Regions from separate parts of the Mus musculus genome. Here all the other regions are linked to region 1. Evidence: chromatin contacts called from public HiCAR-type and promoter capture Hi-C data. All regions are on one chromosome and are shown on one strand. The core of a region is the stretch at or near the end of the contact, and the rest is flanking DNA. Distances in the headings are between cores, read along the strand shown.

Region 1 (2,623 bases), core at 61-2,560:
TGATCCTTAAATGCATGAGCTAGAAAAGAAACAAAAAAAAAAAAAAGGAGCTTGTCAAATCAACTACAACCACCAGTCTAATAAAACTGAGTCACATCCAAATGGGCTGTACTTACACTACCCTCCCATTCTGGGGAAAATTTGGCCAGGGGAGGTAGTGTGAGTCATCACCTGGTTTGTTTGACATATGCTTCCTTCCATAAATTGGGAATGGCAAGAAGCACAGTGCTCTGGGCTTGCCTTGGAGAAAGAGTTATCACAGCTTTGCCTGAGAAAAATTGGGTGTCTGGTTTGGAAAGAAGAGATTGAGCCTGTGTTTTGACTTTAGATGTCGGTAAAGGGGGAGAATAAATAGATCCAAACAAGGAACATTTGTAAGTACCATTTTCAGAGAATTAAGAAATGATAAGGGTGTTTGTGTGTGTGTGTGTGTGTGTGTGTGTGTGTGTGTGTGTGTGTGTGTGTGTGTTTTCTGAGGCATAAGTGTTATTTAAGAAAAATTGAGGGCTGGAGAGATGGCTCAGCCATTAAGACTAGGCTTACAACCAAAAAAAGAAAAATTGGGGGTGTTAAAATAAATTGGCAGCTACTTCATGAAGTGGGCTTGTTTACGTAGCAAAAGTGTTCTTTATATGAACAAATGAAAATAGATGGGGACATGATTTGTAGTTAGCATAAAGATTTGTCCCAAGGATGGTTAAATTTGCTTAATTTGTATAGTTGTCTTTAAAAGAAATGTGTTTGACTTAGGAATTGTCTCTTGGGGCCCTTTGCTGGGAGGGAAGAGAAGCTTATACACCTCTCCCATCGGCAAGCCTCTGTGGAGCTGTACAGAACGGAGCTTAGGATGGGCAATTGCCGGGGAGACCGTCAGAAGCGGGATGAGCAGTTCATTTATAGTTGAACTGAGTTTCTAAACTCAGCCTCTGCTTTGGCATTATTTTTTAATACATGCCAGACATTCTTCTGATTCCCATCTTGGCTGGGTTTCAGCTCCTTCTTTGTCTGGGTGAGGCTAGGGTGTTACTTGTTTTAAAGCTTGAGTTGTCGCAGCCGGGGTATTTTCTGTTTCGGCTTATGACCACCACCCCCCTTTTCCTGAATGAGTGTCCTTTGTATAACCCCAGTAATTCAGAAATTCTACAGGCATAGGGACTGCCCTGTCATGTGACTTAGGTACTAGGTGTTGGTTGTGATTGGTCAGCAGCTAATTGTCAGTTCCCTATAAAAAAAAGTCCCGTGTTAGGCGACTGTCCACTCTCCACTCTCCCGCTGGCTACTGCTCATCAGGAGCAAGATGGGGGTGGGGACTGTCCAATGATTCCTCTGTGTGATAGATGACCAAGTGGCTGCAGTCGTGGGGGTCTACACAGCAGTGCAAGATTGTTTGTAGCTGATTTGATCAAACTCTGGCTTCCTGAACTGGTAACTGTTACTTTAATGCAGCTTACTGATTAAACTGAGAAAAATGTAGCTGAAAATGTGTGCCAAGAACTTGTGTGGACTTATTCCCTGTCCCCTTTTTCCCTTTTGTCTGATTCATTTTGTCACAGGAATGAAATGCAGATAACTCGTTAGCAAACTTTTGTGGGAAAAAAGTGCCTTGTGCGATCAGAACAAAGCCGTTTTATAATCAGATTTACCAAGCTGAGAAGAGGGAGTTTCAGCAAATGGAAGCTTCAGCTTTCTGTCACCAGGAAACACTGCGTTATCCAGAATCGGTAAGTGAAAAGTGGCATTGTCCCTAATAGATATCATATGGTGTGTGGGAGAATTGCAAAATATATATATATATATAGGATTTTAAAAGCAGGCAGCCCCACCATATAACATAAAAGCTGAGACGTTACCAGGTAATTAACAAAATGAGATGTGAGTTACTAGTTTAGCCAAACATATGTAATAGAACTAGATCTTACTTTTTGAACATGGTTTCCTTTTCAGTGGGGCAAAGCATGAAATCCAAATGGGCTGTTTGCTTGAGTTGCTACACTAACTTTCCATGGATAGAGATTTGCATTCAGTCTGAGTAGCGAGTCGAAATGTGAAGAAATACTTTCAGAATTAGTCGGTTCCTTTGCTTCCCCATTGTGTCAGATTTTATCTAGATCTTTACAAAATGAAAGTAGAAGCAGTGTACCAAAAAAATCTGATTGTGAATGGCAGATTATGGTGGTCATAGAATTTGTTTTGTATTCATGTCATGATTTTAAGATTGTTCTGTTTGATTACAGTTCTGTTCTTGTTTTGATAAAGCAAAAGGGTGCTGATTTCCATACAGTTCATAACTTTTTTAAGATGGTAATGAGCAACTAACTCTTAATGGTGTGCTACCCGTGTGTCTGCCTGTCTTTCTTTCTCTGAAACCTGAAATTCAGTTTTCTTGTTTTGAATCTGAGCTGCTCCTATTCCAGAAAAAGACAGTAAAGCTGTGACTATCTGTGTTCCAAAAGACACCGAGATAGCAGTTTTATATTAGTGTGAATGTTTGACTTCTCTGAAATATGATTGCATAAAGGTTGTGCCCAGCAAGCATATTAGGATAGTAGGTGGCTGCTTGATTTTTGTCTGTTTCTTTTTGGTCAGTAGAACTAATCATGTGATATATACTTACAAAGAGTTA
Region 2 (2,623 bases), core at 80-2,579, 1.5 Mb before region 1:
CAATGGCAAAAGAATGAGTCTAATTTTGTTGCATACACAGCACAGAAAAGAAACAAAGTTACAGACAAGCCCCCAAAATAGCCAAGGGCCAGGATCACAGGATACCTATAAGAGACACAATTAAACGGATTTCCCTTTGAATATATAGACCTCACTGTTACAGATACAACTCCCAAAAGAAGAAACGCCGGATATATATATTCTCTGCACCCCCTCCCCAAACTAACTAAGTTGGGGTCGATCAGTAACAAGCCTGCTTCCTGATAAGGATCAGAGGTCAGATACAGACCCCAAGGATAAAAACCATATTCACTTTCTTTCTCCGCGCTTGTCACCCTCATTCCCACCACATAAATGAATAGAGGCCGCAGCCAGAGTATTTCCCCGTGGATAGTTAAGTAACAAGGGCAGTCAGCACAACCCTCCTCTAAGAACACCCCCCGCAAAGTCGCAAACACGCGCGTTTCAAAAGATAAAAAGTTCGGTGGGCAAATACAGTAAGTCACAGTACCCCACTCCCATCTGTCTCTCCCTTCCCCCAACCCGCGTGCACCCATCCCGCGTCCCAATCGCGCACGCGCTTTTGCTTTCATAAGAAAAAAGCTGGGGTGGGGGACCATACCCCCTCTTCAGGTGCAGGCTGTGCAGGCATCCCTCAGCTCTGTGCGAACTCCGAGGGTACAGTCCGTCCCCGCGCCTCTTCTATGCACACCGGCCCTCTCCCCCTCCCACGCGCCCAGCTCCTTTACCTCCGATCCCACGACCCGCAACGGCGCTCACCTTCTCGGCCCGGGCTGTCAAGGGAGGGCTCCCAGGCATCACCTCCGCCCGCCACCACCTCCTTCAGAACTGTTAGTTCAAATGGGAGCCAATGCATGCAACTACCAAGTCCAAGACTGGGAGCAAAAAGGAGGAAAGGGGGAGGGGAGACGCGACCGACGCGTTGCCCTCCCAAGGAAACTCGGTGCCACCTCCTCCTAGCCGGCCACAGTCACCAACACAAAATGGCGACGAGAAGAGAGCCGGCGATCCGACCACCATCCACCTACTAAGGGAGCGCGCTCTGGCCGGCCTTGACGATTGGTTGCCGGTCACCATTGGCTGGCCCTGGCATTCTCTGATTGGCAAGCATATGCTACCTCCCCATTCCCTGTGAGAACGGCCCAGGAGTCCAGAAAAAAGAGTAGCTATTGGCTACCCCTAAGAGGCCCGCTCTTTAGAAGCTTGCTGTCCTTTGAAGTTGAAAGACAACTAGAAGCTCCACCTCTTTCCCTACAGGGCCATCTAGATGTCACCGCTTTCTTCTTACGAAGAAAATGAACAGACCTCTCAAAAACAACTCTCTCCCAGACTAACAGAAATGATAACGTTGATTCGGTAGCGACACGGCGTGGGAGGCAAAATAGAGTCCGCACCTCGCCGAACTCGTAAACAAACTTAGGCCGGGGATCTATTTAGCAAGGTAAGGGCGGAGCGACAAAAATCGCGCTGGGATCAACCGCAGCTGCGCACATTGTATTTCCGTCTCCCTCCCCCCCCCCGCCCCCCAGGACTCCGCAGTACAAGCTGTCATGGCGGCCCGACTGTTAAGCTTGTATGGTCGCTGCCTGTCAGCAGCGGGGGCGATGAGAGGGCTCCCGGCTGCTCGCGTTCGCTGGGAGTCCTCCAGGGCTGTAATCGCCCCATCCGGTGTGGAGAAAAAGCGGCAACGAGAACCGACCATGCAGTGGCAGGAGGACCCAGAACCCGAGGACGAAAACGTCTACGCGAAGGTGAGAGGGAGGGGGGAAAACGGGACGCTGTAGGGGCCAATCTGGACCAGGGAAACCAGTGTCAAAGCGGACATTCTCCGGCCCGAGATTTGAGCAGTGGACAAAATCTTCGAATATTCAGAAATTTTGCCTAGCTTGTTTTTCTCTTTCGTTGCCTTATTTGCAGTCAGAAATCACACTGAAAGAGGGCAGCACCCAAAGCATGTTAGAAACTTTATAATTAGGGTAATACTAAACTCTAAGGTAACACGTGCATAATGCCAGGCTGTGCTAGACACTTTGTATCTATTTACTCATCTCAATTCTAAAGTAGCGTGATTTTGAAGTAGGCACTATAACTGTTACTGAAGTAGGCACTGTAACTGTTACAGTGACATAGATGAGGATACTAAAACACAAGTTGCTAGCCCAAGATCACAGCTTGAGTAGGTCATGGAGCTGATTATTTGCATTCAGGACTGAATTCCTGTGCTTTATGGAGAGCAGAGATTCTGGAGTCAGACATCTTGGGTTGAAAATTATTCACTTGTATGACCTTGGACAAGTAATTTAATCTCTTGGTGCCTCGGTTTCTTTGTAAAGTGAGAAAAGTACTAGGAAAGCTAAGAAAAACACACCTGCTTCATATGAGTCAGAATGGTCACTGCAGCTCTTACCACTTACTTCAGAAGTACTCCAAATTAGAAGGTGTTTATTATTGCCATTTCCACTCTACTGAGGATATTGTGAGGTTTGTGTTTTTGAAAAGGCCTAGTATATTCAACATTAACATCTGATTGAAGATCTTAAATTATTATAGGGTCCTATAGAATAAGTGGACCCATAGGAAATTGCCAATATCCAAACATTTT
Region 3 (2,623 bases), core at 45-2,544, 1.3 Mb before region 1:
ATCTCACAAGGCGGGGTTGGTCGACCCTTGTGCACATCTTTCCTTGTGACTCAACGCCAGTGGAGTGGTCAAACAAGTTTCTTGTGAAAGCCCTACAAGGTACGTATGTCCTAGGGCTGCAAAGAGATAAACTCTTAAGTGTATCTTCACATGCCACCATTAAGGACACTCACTAAAGAGTCCCCCCCCCCCACACTTTCTTCCCACCCCACTTTCTTCCTTACAAATAATGAACGCTGTTTGCCCTGTGTAATTTAAAGCCCAATTCCACCAAAACTCTGCTCCGAAAAGCAGGAGGAAAAGGCTGGGAGGATTAAAAAAATAAAATAAAATAAAATCGATGTGGCTCCCTCAGAGGAGCTGGAGAAAAGTTAACAACTATGCCCGGTGGCAGAAAAATCTCCCCTTAATTGGCATATCCCTGGCGATTTTCCCACCCCTAGACCTCAGGGCGATTGCGGGCTTCGAACACTCACTGCGTCCTAACAATGACTGGAGAAAGGAAAGTTCGAGGACGGAAGGGCACCCGCACTCCCACTAGGTTGGCATTTCAGCTCTCAGAGTGCCTGGTTGCTCCCCACACTGCCCGTCTTGCCCTCTCCGGACCCTCAGTATCTTCCCGCTCCGCAAGGCTCAAACAGCCAGGGTGCGCCCTCTCGCTGCTCGGACCCGGCAGCCACAGGCAGCAGAAAGAGCATGCCCTCTAGCCCCGAGGTCTGGCCCCAAGAGTCCCTGATAGCACAGGACAAGCACGGAAAGGGGCACCCGGAGGGGACTCCGAAGGGAACGGCCGCCACAGTTATGGCGCTCAACGCCTCCGGAGGTGTCCGGGAGGCTGTAGCCCAGCTCGTGTGTCCGTGTCCGCGCGCCCCCCCCCAACCCCCCGCCCGGGCCACCGGGCACAGCGCGCCACCAGCAGCGGGGCGACTGGGCACTTTACCTCAGCCCACACACGCTCTGTGTTCCGGGGCTCTCGGGGGGACCCCGGGGCAACCGCTACGTGGAGCTGGAGCGACCCCGAGGGTGGCAAGGCCGGGACCCCAAGCTCCACGCCGCTCGCGTCCCACTCCTCGAGGCCGCCACTCCCGCCACTAAACCCGCACTACGCCCACAACCTCGCTGGTGCCGAGGCCACCCTCGAGAGCGCCTACCTCCGGCGCAGCGTCTCGCTCCGCTCCTTCCTCGCCGCACACTGAGGGCCCCCTCAACGTGCCGGGCGAGTCTGGCTAGGGTGGTAACCGCCCCCTAGCCGCCTGCTTTCTTCTCTTCCCTCCCTCGCACCTGCCCCCTAATCTCACCCCGCCCTCCTGGCCGGGCCTTCCGAGGAGCCGAGGGGGCCGCCCCCTAGCGCTCTGCTCCCGCCCCCGGCCCTGGCCGCCTGGCCCTTCAGGCCTCAGCTCTGGACAGGCTGCTGGGCGGCGGCGGCAGCCGAGGCGGCGCGGAGCACTATTGTATTCCTGACACTGTGCGCTCCCACGCTCCGCCTCTTCCCTTTCCTTCCTCATCACTGCAACTCCCCGCCCCACCCCCCCCCACCTCCCCCCACCCCCGCCGGCTGCGCTCGCCCTACCCGGCTGACTCCCCGCCGTCTGCTCGCCGCGCGATCTTCTGGCGGGCTGGGCGCCGTCACGAGCGCCACCGGCTTCGAGGCTCCACCCACCTCAAGCTCCCGCACGCGCGGCGCGGCGCTTCAGGTGGGTTCTCCTCCCCTCCTGCTGCGCGCGCTGCTGCCCTGAGGCGTCCCAGCCCTGCTAGGCGCTTGGGCCAGCGAGGTGCACTGGCTCCTGCTCCGGCAAAGTCCAGCCTGAGCTTTCCCACCCTCCTGACTCGATTGTAAAGTTCTACGAGTGCAATTCGTCCCTAAACTCTAAGACGACCATTATTTCTGACGTTTAGACTTGAAGCATGGATAAATAATAAAAGCCAGGAGGCAATTGACAACACATTAATCCAGTTGTGAGCAAAAATGCTTTATGATGGGGTGGGACTTCTTGATTTCTTTTTCTTTTTTTCTGATGTCGACTTAGCCTACAGCTCCCAGTTATTCAAACCCTCGTCCAGGTGTTCCTGGGGAGATATTTTGGTACTATAATTAAAGATCGGTTGACTTAAAAGTAGGGGTCGCCGTCTTGGATAGTTTAGGTAGGCCTATCAGAATTATTTGGAAAAAAAACTTTAAACTAGGGCTGAGACAGACAGAGAGGGTTGGATAGAGAATGTAAAACTGGTGTACAGAGCGAGTTCCACTACAGCCAGGGTTATACAGAGAAACACAAACAAACAAGAAAAAGTTCACCATGAATGCCTGCTTTGGTCTATTCTATGCCCCTGCGTTCCAGCTCCCTGGTCATCTGCCCTGCAACTTTTTGTTTTGCTTAGCCATTGTCACAATTATGGAAGACAATAGCGTCAAATAAATAAGGGAGACATGATGTATAGTAGTAATATATAAAACAAGTGTACATAATTTACTACTGGTTCCTGGACCTTTGAAATACAGATGCTTGAAAACAACTTTTTTTAATTTACCTTGCTAGAATTGAAAATGCATCATTCACAATTATGATGAATTAATATAGTTATTTTCACTTATATTTCTAGGTTTAAACAGAAATGTGAGCTC
Region 4 (2,623 bases), core at 78-2,577, 1.2 Mb before region 1:
AGTTGTTGCATTAAGCAATAGTTAACTGTTCATGACACCCATTTAAAAGAACAAGCGTTCTTATTTTGTTTGAGAAACTATAATAATTGATGTCTATTAAGTGTTTTACAAAGCAACTACACTAAGAAGAAAAGAAGAACTTTGTAGAAAGAGGAACCATTGTGAAATGTATGCCTAAGTAAGTGTGTTTTGTGCAAGATTAGGAGACTTTTTCAAACCTTTTGAGATATATATATATATATATATATATATATATATATATATATATATATATATATATATATATATATATATATATATATATATATACACACACACATATGTATATATGTGTGTGTGTATGTGTGTGTGTACATATATATATATATGGCATTTTCGTTCATATAAAGCTGCAATAATAAACTACTTCCTGGTTTGTGTTGGGTACTTTCACCTTACACAATACACTCCAAGACTGCCTCAATTTTCATTATTCTTTTCTGATAAATGGAAGACGAGAATAAAGGTAGACATGAAACAGTCCATTTAATAACTGAGTAACACCAAGAGGCACCAAAAGCGATTTTCAGAGGAGAGCAGACAAAAGAGTAACAGCTTGGGAATACAAACCGCAGAAAAGATGAGAACCAGTCTTGCGTGTGTAATTCGACCACTGGACCAAACCCCTTTGGCCAACGCTGGTGAAATGAGCTGATTGGAGATTCAGCACCTTCCTGGCTCTTTCCCTCCCTGGAGTCCTTTCTAGAATCCGGAGTCGGGGTGCAGAGCCTACAGAGAGGCCCTGGGAGTCTAGTTAGGCTGACCACTAACTCTATGCCTCCTTTGGGCCCTTCACATCCCGCCCCCAAAGTCGTGCGACTTCAGCTGCCTGTGCGCGCCAGTGAAAGCCAGTTGTGGGCCACCCGCCAAACTGCCCGCTTTCATCTGCTGCAAAGGGCAGCCGAGGAGGGCCCAAAGCAAGGGATCCCCAAAACATCACCTTCTCCCGCTGGTCCCAGCTGTACAGCTTGGGCTGCTCCTCCTCTCCCTCAGCCTTTTCACTCTTCCTCCTCTTAGTGAAGCAGCAGCCCATGGTGCGGCCTAAGGGTCTTGGTAGTGGACCCCACTCGCTCAGACACCTTTCAGAGGGTGGCGGGAAGCCAGGGTGACTCGGCCAACAGCTCCCCGGACACCGCCCAGGGGAGCAGCCCCGCCGCCAGGAACCCTCAGCACTCCCGCCAGGCCCAACACCCTTCTCCGCCCAACCCCCTAGGTCTCCGTGACGACCTATGGCAACCAATAAGCGGGCAGCAGCCTCTGAGCCAATCAATGCCTCGCAAGCTGCTCTGCTCCTATGAGCTCAGGCCAAAGTATTCATTCACCAATCCTACGTCAGCGGGGGGCTGGCCAGCTCAGGTGCTCTCACCGAGGGCCCCGTCCCCAGGTCGGTCCTACTCCACCCCCAGCTTCTCCCCTCTAGTGAACTAGGCTGGGCTAGCTGGCTGCTGTTTGATTGGGCTGAGTACCTTTTCCTGACCCGGTGCTCAAATTTCGAAAGTTTCCAAAATTTAAGCTCTGGAGGGGATGCCATACAGAGTAGTGGACTTGTTTTATGACAAAAATTGCTAGGGAAAAAAATCTTGCTGATTTTGTAAAACAAATTTGTGTCCTTCACTCCTCCCTTTCAGTACCTTTCTAGGGAACCCACAAGCTTCTGGTCGAACTGTTCATGTCTGGTGTCTGTAGAGGTCAGGAGAGGGCTCAAATCTCCTGGTTACTAATAGTTGTAAGCCATCAAGCAAGTGCTAGGGAGCGAACCTGGATCCTCTGCAAGAGGAGCAAATGATCTTAAACACTGAGCCATCTCTCCAATCCTTTGAGGGATGTCTAAAAGCTTCCACTTATCTCTCCAAAATTGGACAAGTATTTAGGATAAAAACCTAGTATTGTCTCCTTACTAGAACAGTGAATCTGGGAGCAAAAGGATATTACAAAAAGGCATGTACCTTTGAATCTCTCAGCTTATGCATCCAATGACAGAAGCACATATAACCTTTTTCCAATCTCTTCCAAAAGACAGTAGTCCAACTATAGAGGGTAAGAGAGGCATGTTGACTCACCACAAAGGAGCTTTAGGAACTCAAGCAGTGCAAAGTCTAATAGAGGATATAAACCCTATCATATAAACAACCTGATCTGTTCAAAGCAAATGGTACAAAGTTCGCGTGAAAACATAAAAATATACACAATCATTAACATTTGTTGTATTTGGGTGGACTTTGAGTACAATGCCCATGTATTGCTTTCATAATAAGTTGATTTCTCTGAGATACAGTATTAAAACATCATGATAAGACATCAAATGCAGACTAGCACTTTCAAATTTGTTTATCTTTTTACTTGACCATACCTATCACATTTAATGTAGATTCTAAAAGAGCCTCTGACTCAATTTGGGCATTAAGATTGTTCCTCCTTTCACTTCCTGCCCTTTTTGTACAACCAGGAAGAAGGGTACAGTGCTTAAGAATTATAAATGACCTGAAAGTTAAGCTCCAGGTCTTGGACAATAAAAGCTGTGCATTACTGCCTTTTTCTTCAGTCAGATCAAAGTTCTATGTGAGGATAGTTTTGTATTAGAGCC
Region 5 (2,623 bases), core at 48-2,547, 1.1 Mb before region 1:
GTCAATTAAAATAGGTCCAAATATTTCATTATCTCAGTTTGAGGCATGAACTATGCACAGTGAGGTGGTTCTTGTTTGCAGTGTCTCATATATTTGTGGAGGAGTAGCAAAAGATCCTGGCTAAAATCAAGATGAAGAGATTCCATGGTGTGAAGAAGGTACTATGCAGTTTTGTCTAAATGTTCACCTAGAGAGGATGTAGGTATGTTCTGAAGAGTTTCCCTGTGTCCTTCAGTGAATTCTCCTGACTGTAAAAACTCCTCTGGCCAAAAAAGCATGGGCAGTTGGTAGGGATCTCAGAGAGAGATTCAGCAAATAGAATGCTCAACATCAGGAGGTGACTGATCATATTAAGCTTTCTTTTCTTCCTTGACTTGAGAAACAAGGTGGTTGCTCTAGTTAGTCTAGAGAATAACTATTCTAGTTATTAGAATTTCTTCCAAAAGCTTTTGTCTTCTGAAGACCTTGTCCTAATTCGGAGCTGGGCTTGATCCTAAAAGCTTAACTAAAGCCCCCCCCCCCTTGTTTTCAAAGTTAACAGGAAGACAGCATTAAAAGGGTACCCTTGGTACACCATCTGCAGCTCTTCTACACAAAATGGCAAGAGTCTTTAGTTCTCTCTAATTCAACCCTCTTTCCCCAAGGGGATTAGTTGCAATCTAGATGCTGGAGGTATTTATTTCATGGCTCTCACGAATTGCCCTTACAACCCTGAAGCTGACTTGAACACAGTTTATTTGAATAATGCCTAAAAGACTCTGGGGAGTTCTGAAACTCTGGATACAGCCCGAAAGGTGAGAAAAATTGAAGTAGGTGGTGTGTATGTGTGTGTGTGTGTGTGCGCGCGCGTCCGTGTGTATAGACAGTGACATGACTTTGTAACTCCTGGGTACCCCCACTTTACTGGGCTCAGAGAGGCCACAGACCCCTGTGACTTCAAACTCTGAGCGTGGCGCTAAGGACAGGTCTGGAGACCTAGCAATGAATTGATCCAAGTTGATGTCCCTTGCCAGGAGCGAATGACCTCTGCCATCTCTTTTAGGTGACGTGGTAGCTACAACTCAGGAACTGGCTTGCCGACCCCAGACAGTCTGACCAGGTACGCTTGGACACGGCCAGCAGCTCGGTGGCGCAGTGGAAGGGCTAGCCGCCCTCCTGGCAGAGGGAGGATAGAGCTCGCCCCGCCCGGACAGCCAGCCTGGTGGCCTTGCTGCTCCTCTAGGCGGGGGATGAACAGGTGCGCGGGCGGGGGGTGGCGCTTGGGGATCCTGCGCACTGCGCGTGCCCCTCCCCCGCAGCTTGGCGCAGCCCTGGCCAGGCGCGAGCAGCGGGAGGAGGAGCTGCGGCTGTGGCCACCGGGGTAAGTCCGCGGCACCGCTGGAAGCTGCCGACGGCGCGAGCTGGTCCCCGCGTGGAAGAGGCACGGGCGACCCGGAGTCATGGAGCCTAGTGACGCGGCGCGCCCGGGTCCCGGGAGAGCTTTTCGGGGGCTGTCGCCGCGGCTGCTGCTGCTGCCACTGTTGCCTGTGCTGCTGGGTCGGGGGCTGCGGGCTGGGGCCGCGGCCTCCTCTGGGGCGGCGGCTGAGGACAGCAGCGCCATGGAGGAGCTTGCCACCGAGAAGGAGGCGGAGGAGAGCCACCGGCAGGACAGCGTGAGCCTGCTCACCTTCATCCTGCTGCTCACCCTCACCATCCTCACCATCTGGCTTTTCAAGCACCGCCGGGTGCGTTTCCTTCATGAGACCGGGCTGGCCATGATTTATGGTGAGTCCCCTGCTACTGCCACGGCCCAGGTCCCTAGGGCAGCTGGCCGTACTCCTCCCGGTGCCGCGCAGTGCTCCTGCTTCACTTCCAAATGAGTTTCTTCATTTGCGTTTCCCGCTGAGACGCTGTGGGTTTCCAAGGTCAACTGTCTGCATTTTTCTGGCTTTCTGCAACGGTTAAAAAGCATTTTGTGTGTGTGTGTGTGTGTGTGTGTGTGGGGGGGGGGGTGTTCCCGTTTCGACGTTTCTTTACTAGGAACTAAGATGAAAGATACAGAGGTGGCTCCTTGATCCCTTTGCTTCATTTTATCTCGGTTGTGCTGCTCTCCATCAGCATTGATTCCCCACTCCCCGCCCCAGTTTAGATCTGCAAAAGGTATTGGGGGATTTCCCAGGGAGCTGTGCCACCCCAGGGGACAGGCCACAGAGCGTGAGAAAGAGGGCTGAATGTAAATCTTGACTTGGGTTGCTCATGGTGGTCATCGCAGGTTGGTGCCCACTTCTGATGTTTGTGTTCTTTCATTTCTTGTTAATAAAGTGCAATGAGGAATACAGAGAAAGATGAGCGTGGTTTAGGACCCAGACTGATGACACCACAATGTCAGGCCTAACTAGAGACAGGTACCCTTATGTCTCATTGGGAAGTTATGCCTTTTGCAAGTCAAGGGTAGCTCTTATAACCCTAAAATATAACATACATTTCTGAGTTCGTGGAGAGAAAAGTGATGGTTTTAATCTTGGAGTCAGTCCTCTTTTGTTAAGGATGGGCTGATCCCACTATCCTTTCTGGATTTAGTGATTTAGTAGTATACAGCATATTACATGGGCAAGGCTAGGACATGGATAATAACAGCCACAAT

The links. Promoter capture Hi-C pulls out the DNA fragments that hold promoters and counts their contacts. HiCAR-type assays count read pairs that join an accessible place to other places.
Region 2: a promoter capture Hi-C map of liver shows a contact between it and region 1, with 4 times the contacts expected there. The contact joins the promoter of Rbm10 here to the enhancer-like site in region 1. A contact is called at or near these places in 8 of 39 promoter capture datasets (the 3T3-L1 cell line, HPC-7-derived erythroid cells, cranial neural crest and 4 more), 1 of 115 datasets of contacts at active chromatin or transcription factors (astrocytes) and 1 of 9 other capture datasets (liver).
Region 3: a promoter capture Hi-C map of liver shows a contact between it and region 1, with 2.5 times the contacts expected there. The contact joins the promoter of Jade3 here to the enhancer-like site in region 1. A contact is called at or near these places in 5 of 39 promoter capture datasets (the 3T3-L1 cell line, 3T3-L1-derived adipocytes, liver and 1 more), 1 of 115 datasets of contacts at active chromatin or transcription factors (astrocytes) and 1 of 9 other capture datasets (liver).
Region 4: a promoter capture Hi-C map of liver shows a contact between it and region 1, with 2.5 times the contacts expected there. The contact joins the promoter of Rp2 here to the enhancer-like site in region 1. A contact is called at or near these places in 5 of 39 promoter capture datasets (the 3T3-L1 cell line, cranial neural crest, liver and 1 more) and 1 of 115 datasets of contacts at active chromatin or transcription factors (astrocytes).
Region 5: a contact with region 1 is called in a HiCAR-type map of astrocytes, with 5 times the contacts expected there. The contact joins the promoter of Slc9a7 here to the enhancer-like site in region 1. A contact is called at or near these places in 2 of 39 promoter capture datasets (hippocampal neurons and pre-B cells), 2 of 484 Hi-C or Micro-C datasets (LSK cells and muscle stem cells) and 1 of 115 datasets of contacts at active chromatin or transcription factors (astrocytes).

The regions. Positions count from the first base shown.
Region 1 is chrX:19,165,873-19,168,495 of GRCm38.p6, reverse strand. It overlaps Gm14636 (predicted gene 14636), which reads left to right. Exons shown (of 5, transcript NR_168020.1): 4 at 1,554-1,721. Among named protein-coding and RNA genes, the nearest start is that of Mir222, 20 kb to the right of the region's middle. Within about 2 kb of position 1,310, at least 161 of the 459 cell types and tissues checked have an H3K27ac peak or open chromatin away from gene starts, as enhancers often do. A contact at or near this core is called in astrocytes, liver, muscle stem cells and 1 more, where this site is marked.
Region 2 is chrX:20,616,209-20,618,831 of GRCm38.p6, reverse strand. It overlaps Rbm10 (RNA binding motif protein 10), which reads right to left and starts at 1,329. Exons shown (of 24, transcript NM_145627.3): 1 at 781-1,329. Ndufb11 (NADH:ubiquinone oxidoreductase subunit B11) reads left to right here and starts at 1,213. Exons shown (of 3, transcript NM_019435.5): 1 at 1,213-1,772. The coding sequence starts at 1,572.
Region 3 is chrX:20,424,359-20,426,981 of GRCm38.p6, reverse strand. It overlaps Jade3 (jade family PHD finger 3), which reads right to left and starts at 1,294. Exons shown (of 13, transcript NM_199317.2): 1 at 1,152-1,294.
Region 4 is chrX:20,363,185-20,365,807 of GRCm38.p6, reverse strand. It overlaps Rp2 (retinitis pigmentosa 2 homolog), which reads right to left and starts at 1,327. Exons shown (of 5, transcript NM_133669.5): 1 at 980-1,327. The coding sequence starts at 1,072.
Region 5 is chrX:20,290,501-20,293,123 of GRCm38.p6, reverse strand. It overlaps Slc9a7 (solute carrier family 9 (sodium/hydrogen exchanger), member 7), which reads left to right and starts at 1,297. Exons shown (of 17, transcript NM_177353.4): 1 at 1,297-1,764. The coding sequence starts at 1,440.